4 separate regions of the Mus musculus genome follow, and all the other regions are linked to region 2. A link is a contact called in public Hi-C, HiChIP or PLAC-seq and Micro-C data. All regions are on one chromosome and are shown on one strand. Each heading gives the region's core, a stretch centred on a gene start, on an enhancer-like site or on the middle of the called end of the contact. The rest is flanking DNA. Distances are from core to core; before and after follow the strand shown. Region 1 overlaps Ccdc85c (coiled-coil domain containing 85C). Region 2 has its middle 30 kb from the start of Cyp46a1. Region 3 overlaps Eml1 (echinoderm microtubule associated protein like 1). Region 4 overlaps Ccdc85c (coiled-coil domain containing 85C).

Region 1 (2,700 bases), core at 65-2,564, 150 kb before region 2:
GAGGGGGAGTGTCCTGTAGCCAGAGCTGTAACCTGGTGCCTGGGGATCAGCCTGAAGACAGAACTACTTACCCCCTCTGCAAGACCTGGGCCCTGGAGACCGCTCCCAGCAATCAAAGAAGCTGACCCAAGAAGGACTGAATCCTGTCCAGCTATGGCCACCATACAAGCCCAGTAGGGATTTTATGGTTGTCCTCAGTTAGGCCCAGGGCCTTCCACTGACAGCCTGTCTGCCAAGCCCGTTTCTCTCAGGCCATCTGGCAAGGAAGCTTACCAGGGTCTCACAGGCTGATGACAGCTGTGCTGGCATAGGCATGGAGCGATCTAGGAAAGCCAGAGTTGGGCATGGTCCCTTTCACTGGGACTTGATTCTGAGCCTTAGTTTCCTCCCTTCCTGTGTCACATGTCACGGGAAGCATGCAGAACACGGGAGAATGCCCAGAGAGTGTGTCTCTTAACTCCAGCCCAGGCTGCCTGTTTAGGACACGGGGGAGCCGGATGGGGAAAGGGAGTGGGTGGTGTCTTGCCTCCTGGTCTGCTGCCCGAGCTAGGCTGGTCTTGAGCAGAGGCCACACTTCCCCCACCGGCCAGCAGAGGGTGCCAGCCAAATGAATAAAGAGAGGTCTGGTCCTAAAATGTCCTGTGGTGCCCACACCCCTCCCCCTGCGTACTGCCACCCTGTCGTAGGGAAGACCCTATCCCCAGTTTGTCCTGATGGACCTGGCCTGCTTCCTCGTCTGTCCCAGTCTCTAAGGGACGGCTAGGGGCCCCTCCAGGAATCAGCCATGAGAGAAATGCAGGAGGCGAGTGGGTGGATTGCTATGCAGTCCGGCCCTCCGGGCTCAGATCGCCCCCAGGCAGCAGGTATCAGGGAGGACAGGGCCTGAGGCTCGGAAAAGGATAACGGCCATTGCTCAACTCTTAATGACTGGTTAGAGTGACTGAGGTATTGGGGTTAGCGTTGGGCTTAGCGTCACTCAGGCCCACGGAGTCCTCCCAATCACCAAGGCACCCGGGGCAAGTCAGTCCTGAGGGATTAAACAAACAAACCCATCCCACAGATGAGGGCAGTGTGCTTGCCCAAGTCAGCTGGTGGGCATGAGTCTAAGCCTGGAAAGACCAGCTTTTTCCAAGGTGCCTGTCCACGCCTTAACGCTCCTCCAGAGGCTGCACATACGCACCCACTGTTATCTGGGAACTTCCAACATTTGACATTTGACCTTGCTGCCCTATTGAACCCTGTGCACCTTAAGGAGACCGGCCCCGGGTATGGAGGAGACAGTAGCGGGCAGTGACAGCACTGAGGGTCAAGGTGACCAGCTGGGCCCACAGCCTTGACCTTTGAGCCTTTATCACCTGCGTGCAGTAGTAACTGCTAAGGCTGGTATCCTCCCCCACCCCCCACCCCCAGCTCTCTGCCTGTTGGCTCACTACCCTCAACTGACGACCTGAATGTCTTCAGTTCATAGCCCTCATGGAACGGAGCTATCCCCTGCTCTGCAGGCCCACAGTGACCGCTGACCTCCAGGCCCGTTTAGGTACTAATATGCCTTTGCCCATTAGGCCCTGCAATCTGCTGCAGCCCATAATGCTCACTTCCTCCCCCTAAGAGCAAAGCCACAGCCTCTCCTGGGGTGAGACACGTGCTCTCCCCTCATGGCCTCCACCATGAAACCTTCCAGGACATTCCCACATTCCGCTAGCCTTCACTGTTGAAGCTTGGGGGGTGTCCCCTAGGGGCTATAGGAAGTGGTCTGGGACCTGGCAGGCTGACCCGGAACCAGAACCAGCACTGCACTTGCCAGCATTTGAAAGCCCTCAGTTTACCACCCGGCAGGTTGTTTTCAGTGGCCTATGCCACCAGAATGGAGGAAAGCAGAATGGAGGGGATGGGAGGGGGGAGAGGGCAAAGCCTGGGGAACCAGCCCCTGGGTGGCACCCTTAGCTCTGGGAGCCCTTCACGGTGAAGCATCGTGACCAGGCATCATTCGGTCGCAGGGCTCCTGGACAGGTAGAGGAGGTAGCCAGGCTTTGGGAGAGAACGAGCCAAGGATGGTTGCCAGTCATGATGCATGAGCCATCTCATGCCAGCACTGTGGCCCACTAAGGCCACAGAAAGGCCATGGTCAGCCTTGCTGGCCATCATGGGAGGGGTGAGGGTGCAGAGCAGGGGAGGGACCCGCATACTTCGCAGGACGTCCCTCGAGGTGCCGCCCGCCGCACTGGTGTGAAATGTGTGAGCAGCCACAGGGACTCCCACAGGGGTGCTCTGTGAGCCTGAACTGGTGGAGGCTTGCTGTCTCACTGTCCCACAGGGCAGGTGACACCGGCATCCCACGACCCTCTCTCTGCTGGGTCGACAAACACGAACGGACGCGTGGTCACTTTCTGAGAGCTGACTCCTGCTTCCCATCCAAGGCAGGACAGAGCCCAGGTGAGCATGCGGCAGGTGACCCCGGAGGCCTGAGGGGGTCCTGAGACGCAGCCCATTAACTCCCGAGGCTTCATCCCTCAGCTCCAAAGCCTAAATCTCAGGCCAGCAGGCCTCCTCTCTCGGCTACAGAGTCACAAGCTGCACAGAATACGGTGCTCGCTCTGGCAGCCCCCTGCCATGGCTGTCAAATACTGCCCTGGAAGTCGAGAAATGTCACCTACCCAATGCTTTGCTTCTTACCTCCTCGCTGGGTCCCCATGAGGTACC
Region 2 (2,700 bases), core at 153-2,652:
CACTGTGTTGTACACAATGACCTAGTCAGAAGGTAGAGGGAGCCCTGGGAGGCTGTGTGCTCTGGGGCCAGTCCAGGAGTCATGGTCCCAGCTCCTCCTTCCCCACTGGGAGCCTGAGTCAGAAACAAACTTCTCTACCTCAGCAAGGCCCCTTCTCCACACCAGGGGAGGGGTAGAACTGTGACAACCTTCAGGATACATTGTCTCCCTTGGTCTTGAGCAGTCTTGAATTTCCTAAGGAATGGATGACATCAAAGCTTAGGGAAGGAGGTGATTTGCTCTGCACAGCCGGGGCCTAGGGTGCAGCTAGGGACAGGGGAGCTTGTGCCTTGGTTCCTGGCCTGTCCCTGCCCCAGCCCAGGTTGTCTTGTACAAGTTCTTTGGTCACAGCTACTGGGCAGGAGTTTGGGGGTGCCTCTGGAGCTACAGGCTGGGTTCCTGTTGTACTCCCTCCTGTCTCTCTCTGGTGGGCTAGCCAGGCTTGGCCTGTGTTTTACAGGCAAAGCCACCCCTGACTTGTCAGTGCCCGTAGCAGCCCTTTTCCATAGCCACTTGGCAGGACACTGTCTCCCATGTTGTCCTCAGCCCTGTCCTGCTTCTGCCCTGCTCTGATTCCACCCCCACCCCAACCCAAGGCACCTCTGAAGCTCACCAGCTATCTTCCCTATGCATGTGGGCCTCCAGTTTCTGCCACTGCTGGGCCTGATCCCACAGGAGAGAGCCCCCCCCCCCCCAGCACCCACACAGAAGGGCTGAGGGTCATTGCCTCTGTGCTGTCAGGGCACAACCTGGCCTATGGAGGACTGGCTTCTTTCAGAAATGTCCAGTTGCCCATGTTAGCATTCGGTGGCTTGGACTGGTAATGGCTGAGCCTGGGCCTTCACCTCCTTCCAGTCTTAAGTCCCCCCAGGGGACAGGACACGGAAAAGTCAAGGTCACAGTCGTGATGGAATTAGGACTCACTCACGGACCTTCATACCTGGTGGCCGGTCACTGCAGGCCTGAGTCGGAGCTCTGTGCTGGAACCTAAAGATCGGAGAGAGGGAGAGGGCAGGAGGACCCTCGGCCAGCTCCTGGAGGGTTGGTGCCCTGCCTCGACCTCATGAACCACTCCCTGCGAGGGGCGGGGCTCTCAGTCCAGCAGAGGTCAAATCCTGACCTTACCTGTCACTGGCTTTGCAGCTTGAACTTCAGTTTCCTCATTCAAAAGGAAGGGCTTCTAACAGGACTCCCTTCTCTGGGCTGGTGGAGCCGTTAGGTGTGATCATGAATGGGGTGGAGTGTGGTGCAAAGTCTGGGGATCCCTTCCTGCTGGCCATTATTAGCATCTTTATTGCTTGCTCCTTGTAGGGGAAGGCAGGCTTAAAGACCTGCAGTCCTCAGAGGAACCACACGGGGCCACTCTGGAGCAGCTCTGGCATGGCCTGCTCATTCACTGTGCCACCAGACCCTGCGCCTTCCACACCCTGCCAGGTGCCTGGGTTTGGGAGGCAGCAGTGTAGGCTCTTGCTGGCCAACAACCTGGCCCTCGGTTTTCAATGCCTCTCCTAGAGATAGACCTGGACTGTCGGATGCTAGGCAGGGGAAACCTTATGTCCAGAGCCAGGTGGAACTCGCAGACCACAGATGGGAATCACTGATCAGAAATGCACAAAGGGGAGAAAGCTGGGTGCAGGCTATCTCATGTTACCTGTGATACCCTCCCCAGGGACTCTGGAGGGTGGCTATCTCCCTGGCTGCCTGCCTCTAGGCAATGGTGACCTTTTCTGAAAATTTCCTCCCTTGTAAACTCAGACACAGGAATGTGGGGGGGACATGGACTCTAAATCTGTGCTCTGCCCTGGCAGGAAGCTTCAAGTATTCATGGTCTTGGGCAGGCAGTTTATATTCCTCCTTCCCCTATACTTGAGACCCTTTAATAGCCAGTCTTTCCAGCTCTTTCCAGGGTGGTTACCTCTACAGGAGGCATGCTGGGACTTCTCACTGGGGGCGCGGGGGGGGGGGGGGGGAGGGGGACGGACGGACCTGTGGGTTTTAATCCTCCAGAGGTGGAGTCCAAAAAGAGGTTGGGGGCTGGCTCACTGGGAAGCACCCACCTTGTTGTGTTCAGCTCCCGACTGTTCCAGGGGAGCTGGGCATGGGTAAGAGTCGGGGAGAGCTGCAACAGGAGGATTACGTCCTTCCAGTTAGCCAGCCAGGTTCCAGGGTCTATCCAGGACCCACCTCTGCTTTTACTCCCTCCTCAGTCCGTGGCTGGGGTTAGCCTGAGCAGAGTCTGTAGCCAAGACCTTTGCTGGCCTTAGTACCAGGGCAAGGACCTGTGTCTGTGTGAGAGACCCCAGGCAGGGGCATTAGTACAGGCAGCCTTGTGGATAGGAACCCTCACCTTCTCCCTGACAGCAACAATTCCTAGCGTGCTTCCTGCAGAGGTAGTCCCTCCGCTTGGGACCTGGAGTGATCCACTCTTAAGGAGCCTCAAGAGGCAGCCACCAACATTGGCATGTTTGGGTTCAACTTCCCTCAAATGTGCATGAGGTCCCAGTTCCATTTATTTATTTATCTATTTATTTATTTGTTTGTTTGTTTTACATGAGTACACTGTAGCTGTCAGACATACCAGAAGAGGACTTTGGATCCCATTACAGATGATTGTGAGTCACTGCTGGGATTTGAACTCAGGACCTCTGGAAGAGCAGTCAG
Region 3 (2,700 bases), core at 187-2,686, 150 kb after region 2:
CTCTTCTTTCTATTCGCCGTGTTGTCTTTGGGCTCCCTAATTCTGCTCTCTGTGCTTCTATGTGACCAGATTATCTGAGGGAAAAAGCTTCAGGAAGCTTTCTTAACATCCTGAATGTTAAAGACTTCAAATTGGGTCTCTAAGTTTAGAAAAACGTGCTTTGTGTGCAATGGCAGTGGTGGGCGGGGCCTGGGTGGTGGGCGGGGCCGGGCCGGGGCGCAGTAATTTAAAAAAAGAAAAAGAAAAATTTATAAAGTTTAAGAAAAAAAGTTTAGGCCGGGCGTGGTGGCACACACCTTTAATCCCAGCACTCGGGAGGCAGAGGCAAGCAGATTTCTGAGTTCGAGGCCAGACTGGTCTACAGAGTGAGTTCCAGGACAGCCAGGGCTATACAGAGAAACCCTGCCTCGAAAAATGAAAACGTGCTTTGCTGTGTACATAGGTCTGAGTCTGGCATGCCTATGGATCATAGTATAGCTTAGGGAAGACCTTGCAGTGGGTAGATGGGTTTGTGGTCCTACTGACATGAGACGTCTTTCCTAATTAACACACCCAAAAATGACTTGTAGAAAAGGGTGGCGACTAAGTCAGTGGTTCTGAGAAGGAAATGCTATTTTCCCAACAAAGGATGCCTTTCCTTAAGGTTGGAAGTTCCCGAAAGGAAATCGGGCATTCTGATGAATGAAATAGCATTTGCTGGCTAAGGTAGTTGGGGTGAGTCTGTTAGAAGCTAGGCAGTGTGGATTTCTTATGTTTAAACTTTTGGAAGATTGTAGAAGTAAAGTGCACCTTTGTGTGGGGTTGTCTGATAATTATCCTTATTTTAGCCTAGCGGTCCATCCTGACAGGATCACCATAGCAACGGGACAAGTGGCGGGCACATCTAAGGATGGAAAGGTGAGGTTTCCTCCTTGTCTTTCTGACTTTGATAAAGACCTGGCGACAACCTCCTGGCGACATTGCTGATGATGAGTCTGCCTGGTCGTTGTAGTCACAGCATTTGAGAACCATTGGGTCCTCACCAGGGGCTCTCACTGCAAACTGAATGTTCCATCGTGACCTAAGCCCCACCCTGAGCTTCCTCATAACTTCAGCCAGTTTTAAAATAGCATTGCTGCTGGTTGGGATGGCACACATCTTTAACGCCAGAGTTCAGGAGGCAGAGACAGGCAGGTCTGTGGGCTCTGTAACAGGACACTGTCTTTAAAAATAACATACAGCAGCCACAACACATTAAAATCGCATTGTCTTATCAAAGAATCGATCAGTTCCTGAAATCCTTATCTCCATACATGATCAACACGAAAATATACCAATCTAAGCAGCAGAGTTAAAATCACCAAGTAACCATATGTTATGGGATGTCCTTGACTGTGGGTGCCTGCCAGTCATTTCTTCAGTGGGTGGACTTTATGCCTTGTGCTGATCACAGAGGCTCCTGGGAGCTTCAGGCAGACAGACTGCAGACGCTTTAACAAGGCTTCAGTCTGGCTTGGAAGGAAGGAGGTGAGGAACCTGACAAATAGGAGACGTCCAAGCTGGCATCCACGAGTGACTGTCATGTTTTATCAAAACTCTCACAGCCTCTTAAGTCCCTGTTTGTACAGCTTTGTCCCGGTGTGAAGCTAATCAGGACAGGAACCTCCATTTTTTTTTATCAATGTGTATCTGCCTAGAAACTGCTCTCTTATCTGAACAGATGTTTTCATGATACCAAATTTTAGCTGTTGGTTTCATGCTGTTCTCTATGAGTGTTCCACACTTGCAAAGATCGATAACAGAAGCCAGGCTGCTGTTATGTAAACTCACATAAGGAGCAGTTGTTCATGTTTTAAAAAGAAGGAAACCCTGGAAGAACTCTTTGAAATTAGAAACTGTTTCTTCCGCCCTCTAGTGGCACGAAAGTGTATTTCCATTTTTGGCATCCTGATTGAATCCTTACTATAGAACTAGAGAGAGATTTACAGCTGTCTGAGTAGACTTTTTGACCTGTGAAGAAACCTAGAGAGACCACATGCTGGTGTCTGGTGCCTGGCAACTGGCTATTTGGGGACAAGGCTAAACAAGAGCAAGGTTTGCCTATCACTTGCCTGCCAGCCGGCACAAATCCAAACCCTTTCGCGATGATGGATCTGTTGACTGCACTGTGGTGCTATTTGGTGAAATGTCGTTTCTAAAATTTAGAGAAATGCAAATATACAAAAGGCGTGTCTGTTCCTCTGGTATGGGTGTTGGAGAGTGGATAGTCAAAGTTTAAAACTTGAGAGCCTTCTCCCGACATCTCCATGGTTCACGGGCCTAGAGTTTCCTTAGGTCACTGCGAATGTTTTCATTGAGTTGAGTCCTCAGATACAGAAAAAAGACTTTGTTTGGCAAAACCGAAGTCACTGTCAAAATAATTTTATGGTTCCAAGGTAAAGAGAAGTAATTACCCAACAGTCACAAATGATGGCTGTGTTCTTTTCAAACAGCAACTGCCACCACATGTGCGCATCTGGGACTCTGTGACACTGAACACTCTGCATGTCATTGGAATAGGCTTTTTTGACCGGGCTGTCACCTGCATCGCATTCTCAAAGTCTGTAAGTATGAGAATGTACAGGGACACATTTCCGACCAAACATTTCTAGCCACCAGGCTTCCAGCCTTTCTCAAGGCATGCTAGCCCAACACACCCATCCTCGAGCCACTCGCTCGTCC
Region 4 (2,700 bases), core at 151-2,650, 130 kb before region 2:
CTCACAGGCCTCAAAGGTCACCTTTGGCTTTGGGCACGGCCTGGAAAATCCTCCACTTCCTGCACGGCATCTGGCACTCTCTAGTCACAGAAAAGCTTATCAGACTTCACAGGTATATGAATGACCCTTCACCGGGGACTAGTCACCTCTGAGCCCCTAGGGTCATCACCTGTGAGCAAGAAGCTGGGGCCCCCACATGGGGGCCGCTGGGGATGGTGGGTGGTGGACAGACTCCGAAATGTAGGGGCTAGAGCCCTGTTGGGAAGGAGGGAGTTATAATCTTCTCCCAGCTCCTCCAAGTCTCCACCAGTACAAGCTGTGGGTTTGAACCCCAAACAGGCCATTTATTCCCCCTGTGGTGCTGACCTCAGTATAGCCTCCACAGGAGGAGGGCCCTACCATCCACTCTGCTGATCCCTCTGCTGATGCTGGCTGAGCCCAGCATGGAATATCTCTGACCAGGGAATGAACATGCCCCACATCTCAGGCTTCTAAGGCTGAGTCCAGCACCGGATCCTGGCATCTGCAGCAGGGAGAGCAGCTGATTGCCCTCATTTCTCTGTGCTGCAAGCTTCTCTCACACTGTAGGGTCCCCACAGGAACAGAGTAGGAGCCAGGAGTGCCCTGCTACCTACTGAAGACTCCCATCAACAGAAGGCACCACCTACTCTGGCTAACACCATCCCCAGATTCAATGTTCCTTGTCTCAGTGGGTCCCAGCCTTTCTTAGGGCCAGACATCCTCCACCTCAAGCTCTCAGCAAGAGAGGGGTGCACCTGAGGCCCCACAATAAGGAGGTGCCTGAGTGCCCGCAGTCACAGGACAGAATCCCTGTGCAGGGGGCCTGTGATCAAGGCCTGGCCCTGCCGCCACCTTGCTGTGTGCTTCCGGACAGGTCCCTTCCACTCTCTGGGCCCCACAAGAGCCTTCCATCAACAGGGAGCTAACAGCTTCCAGAACCCTCCAGCCCAGGTGGCCGTCCGTGGGTGGGTACAGGTGGGTACGGCTCACCCTGGCCGTTTGCCACAGCACCTGCCCACAACGCTGTGTTTCTTTAAGGGAGATACGAACCAGAACAGACCCAAAGGTTAGATGAGAACCGGTGCCAGGGTGAGGTCAATATTTGGTTACTAAGGAGAGCAAATAGGCCTTGGTCCTCCAGGAGCACCCAGCAGGAGGAGCAGGGAATGAGGGACCCGCCCTCTGTGTCACCACCCCACAGGAGACAAGTAACAGCCACCTTTTACTCCCCCCAGGGAAGATAGATGTACAAGGCTCTGGGCGGGGACCCTCAGAGCCCGGGGTACAGAAACAAAGGGCCTGATTGGCAGATGGCCCCTGCCAAAGGTGACCTCGTCTGAGGTCATGGGGCAAGTGGTCGGTGTGGCCAGGACAAGAGCCAGTGCCCCAGAACACAGGTCCCACAACTGCCTACGAGAACAACACCTGGGCCTTGAGTCACTCCTCCCTGGCACATGGCCAGTCATTTGTCTCTACCCAAGGGACAATGACATTGATAATGAGGGACAGGAATTACAATCTCACTGAGGGAAAAAAAATTCCTATTTCATAAGAGTCTGGGGAAGGAAGGAAGGGAGGGAGGGAGGGAGGGAGGGAGGGAGGGAGGGAGGGAGGGAGGAAGGGAAGAAGGAAAAAAGAAAGAGAGAGAAGGAAGGGACTCATTTACAGTGTAGATATACAGTGACCCCCAGTAAAGGATCATGTGTCAAAGGCTTGGCGTCCCCCTGGAAGCTCCGGTCACTAAGAAGGTGACTGGATCATGAGGTTCCATTATAATCAATCAATTAATCCATTAGCGGACTTGCTGATATTACAGAGAAGTTGCAGAATCCTCTCGAACGTGGGGAGTCTAGTTGAAGGCAGATCATGGGAAATGCGTTCTTGGGGGCTGTGTCCTGTCCTGAATCTCTTCCCCTGTGACCCTCTCTGCTTCCTAGTGCCCTGAGGGAAGCAGCCTCCTCCTCTACACCATCCCACCACCATGATGTGCCTCCTGCTTCAGACCTACGGGGCCAAAATCAGCCCTTAGTCTCTGGACCGGCACTTCGCCACTACGATGGCAGGCTTGCTGACGCCTTCCCCTCAGAGAATGCTAACCATTAAACGAGCAACTAGAAAATCACCACCACCACCACCACGTTCCGTGGGCAGCAAAGCGTCCGTGAGTATCTGGCGGAGGCTGAAGCAATGTGCAGCGGTCAGGCTTGGAGGCTGAAGCAATGTGCAGCGGTCAGGCTTGGGCTCTGTGGTATGGTGCTTACTAATACTGGCTCCAAAAGAAATAAAACCAGTGCTTCCCCCCCCAACTCCCACACCCCCACCTTCACCCCTCCTCCCCCCTCCCCCCGCCCCTGCTCTCCACCATGTCCCTCTGGCACTCAGCTGAGAGGTGGGGCTGAGCTTGGCGGTGTCCACGCTGACCACACGCCCATCACCAGCAGCCGACTGACCAACTGACACACCCTTGCACTGGAAGAAAACAACACTCCTGAGGGAGGCTTTCCAACAAGCCTAGGCTGTGTGAATTGTGCTTTTGATTTTACTTTATTTTTTTTACTTTTTCCAATTTCTCTCGTGAACAACCACCCACTTTGAAACTCTTAAAGGAAAAAAAAAAACAAAAACACCTCTTTGCCTGGCACCTCTCCACCACTGAACACTGCCGTGTGCTTCTCACGC

The links. A called contact is a pair of places that touch in the nucleus more often than the background predicts. HiChIP or PLAC-seq counts read pairs in DNA pulled down with a chosen protein or histone mark.
Region 1: a contact with region 2 is called in a Micro-C map of stem cell-derived neurons, with 3 times the contacts expected there. The contact joins two enhancer-like sites. A contact is called at or near these places in 3 of 39 promoter capture datasets (the 3T3-L1 cell line and cranial neural crest), 7 of 484 Hi-C or Micro-C datasets (cerebellar granule neurons, embryonic fibroblasts, embryonic stem cells and 2 more) and 3 of 9 other capture datasets (adipose tissue, embryonic stem cells and liver).
Region 3: a contact with region 2 is called in a Hi-C map of cerebral cortex, with 2.1 times the contacts expected there. The contact joins two enhancer-like sites. A contact is called at or near these places in 15 of 39 promoter capture datasets (the 3T3-L1 cell line, 3T3-L1-derived adipocytes, cranial neural crest and 9 more), 2 of 15 datasets of contacts at CTCF or cohesin (the NIH/3T3 cell line and large pre-B cells), 9 of 484 Hi-C or Micro-C datasets (the HPC-7 cell line, bladder smooth muscle, cerebral cortex and 4 more), 7 of 115 datasets of contacts at active chromatin or transcription factors (embryonic basal ganglia, embryonic forebrain, embryonic stem cells and 3 more) and 3 of 9 other capture datasets (adipose tissue, liver and pancreatic islet).
Region 4: a FOXA1 HiChIP or PLAC-seq map of pancreatic cancer cells shows a contact between it and region 2. The contact joins two enhancer-like sites. A contact is called at or near these places in 1 of 115 datasets of contacts at active chromatin or transcription factors (pancreatic cancer cells) and 2 of 9 other capture datasets (adipose tissue and liver).

Annotation. Positions count from the first base shown.
Region 1 is chr12:108,208,622-108,211,321 of GRCm38.p6, forward strand. The region is part of intron 3 of Ccdc85c (coiled-coil domain containing 85C); the gene reads right to left. Among named protein-coding and RNA genes, the nearest start is that of Ccnk, 30 kb to the left of the region's middle. Within about 2 kb of position 1,315, at least 28 of the 459 cell types and tissues checked have an H3K27ac peak or open chromatin away from gene starts, as enhancers often do. A contact at or near this core is called in stem cell-derived neurons, where this site is marked.
Region 2 is chr12:108,362,584-108,365,283 of GRCm38.p6, forward strand. No RefSeq gene overlaps it. Among named protein-coding and RNA genes, the nearest start is that of Cyp46a1, 30 kb to the left of the region's middle. Within about 2 kb of position 1,403, at least 151 of the 459 cell types and tissues checked have an H3K27ac peak or open chromatin away from gene starts, as enhancers often do. A contact at or near this core is called in cerebral cortex, pancreatic cancer cells and stem cell-derived neurons, where this site is marked.
Region 3 is chr12:108,509,350-108,512,049 of GRCm38.p6, forward strand. Eml1 (echinoderm microtubule associated protein like 1) reads left to right here. Exons shown (of 22, transcript NM_001043335.1): 8 at 828-897; 9 at 2,472-2,582. Among named protein-coding and RNA genes, the nearest start is that of Evl, 44 kb to the right of the region's middle. Within about 2 kb of position 1,437, at least 15 of the 459 cell types and tissues checked have an H3K27ac peak or open chromatin away from gene starts, as enhancers often do. A contact at or near this core is called in cerebral cortex, where this site is marked.
Region 4 is chr12:108,233,946-108,236,645 of GRCm38.p6, forward strand. All of the region lies in intron 1 of Ccdc85c (coiled-coil domain containing 85C), which reads right to left. Among named protein-coding and RNA genes, the nearest start is that of Ccdc85c, 40 kb to the right of the region's middle. Within about 2 kb of position 1,401, at least 36 of the 459 cell types and tissues checked have an H3K27ac peak or open chromatin away from gene starts, as enhancers often do. A contact at or near this core is called in pancreatic cancer cells, where this site is marked.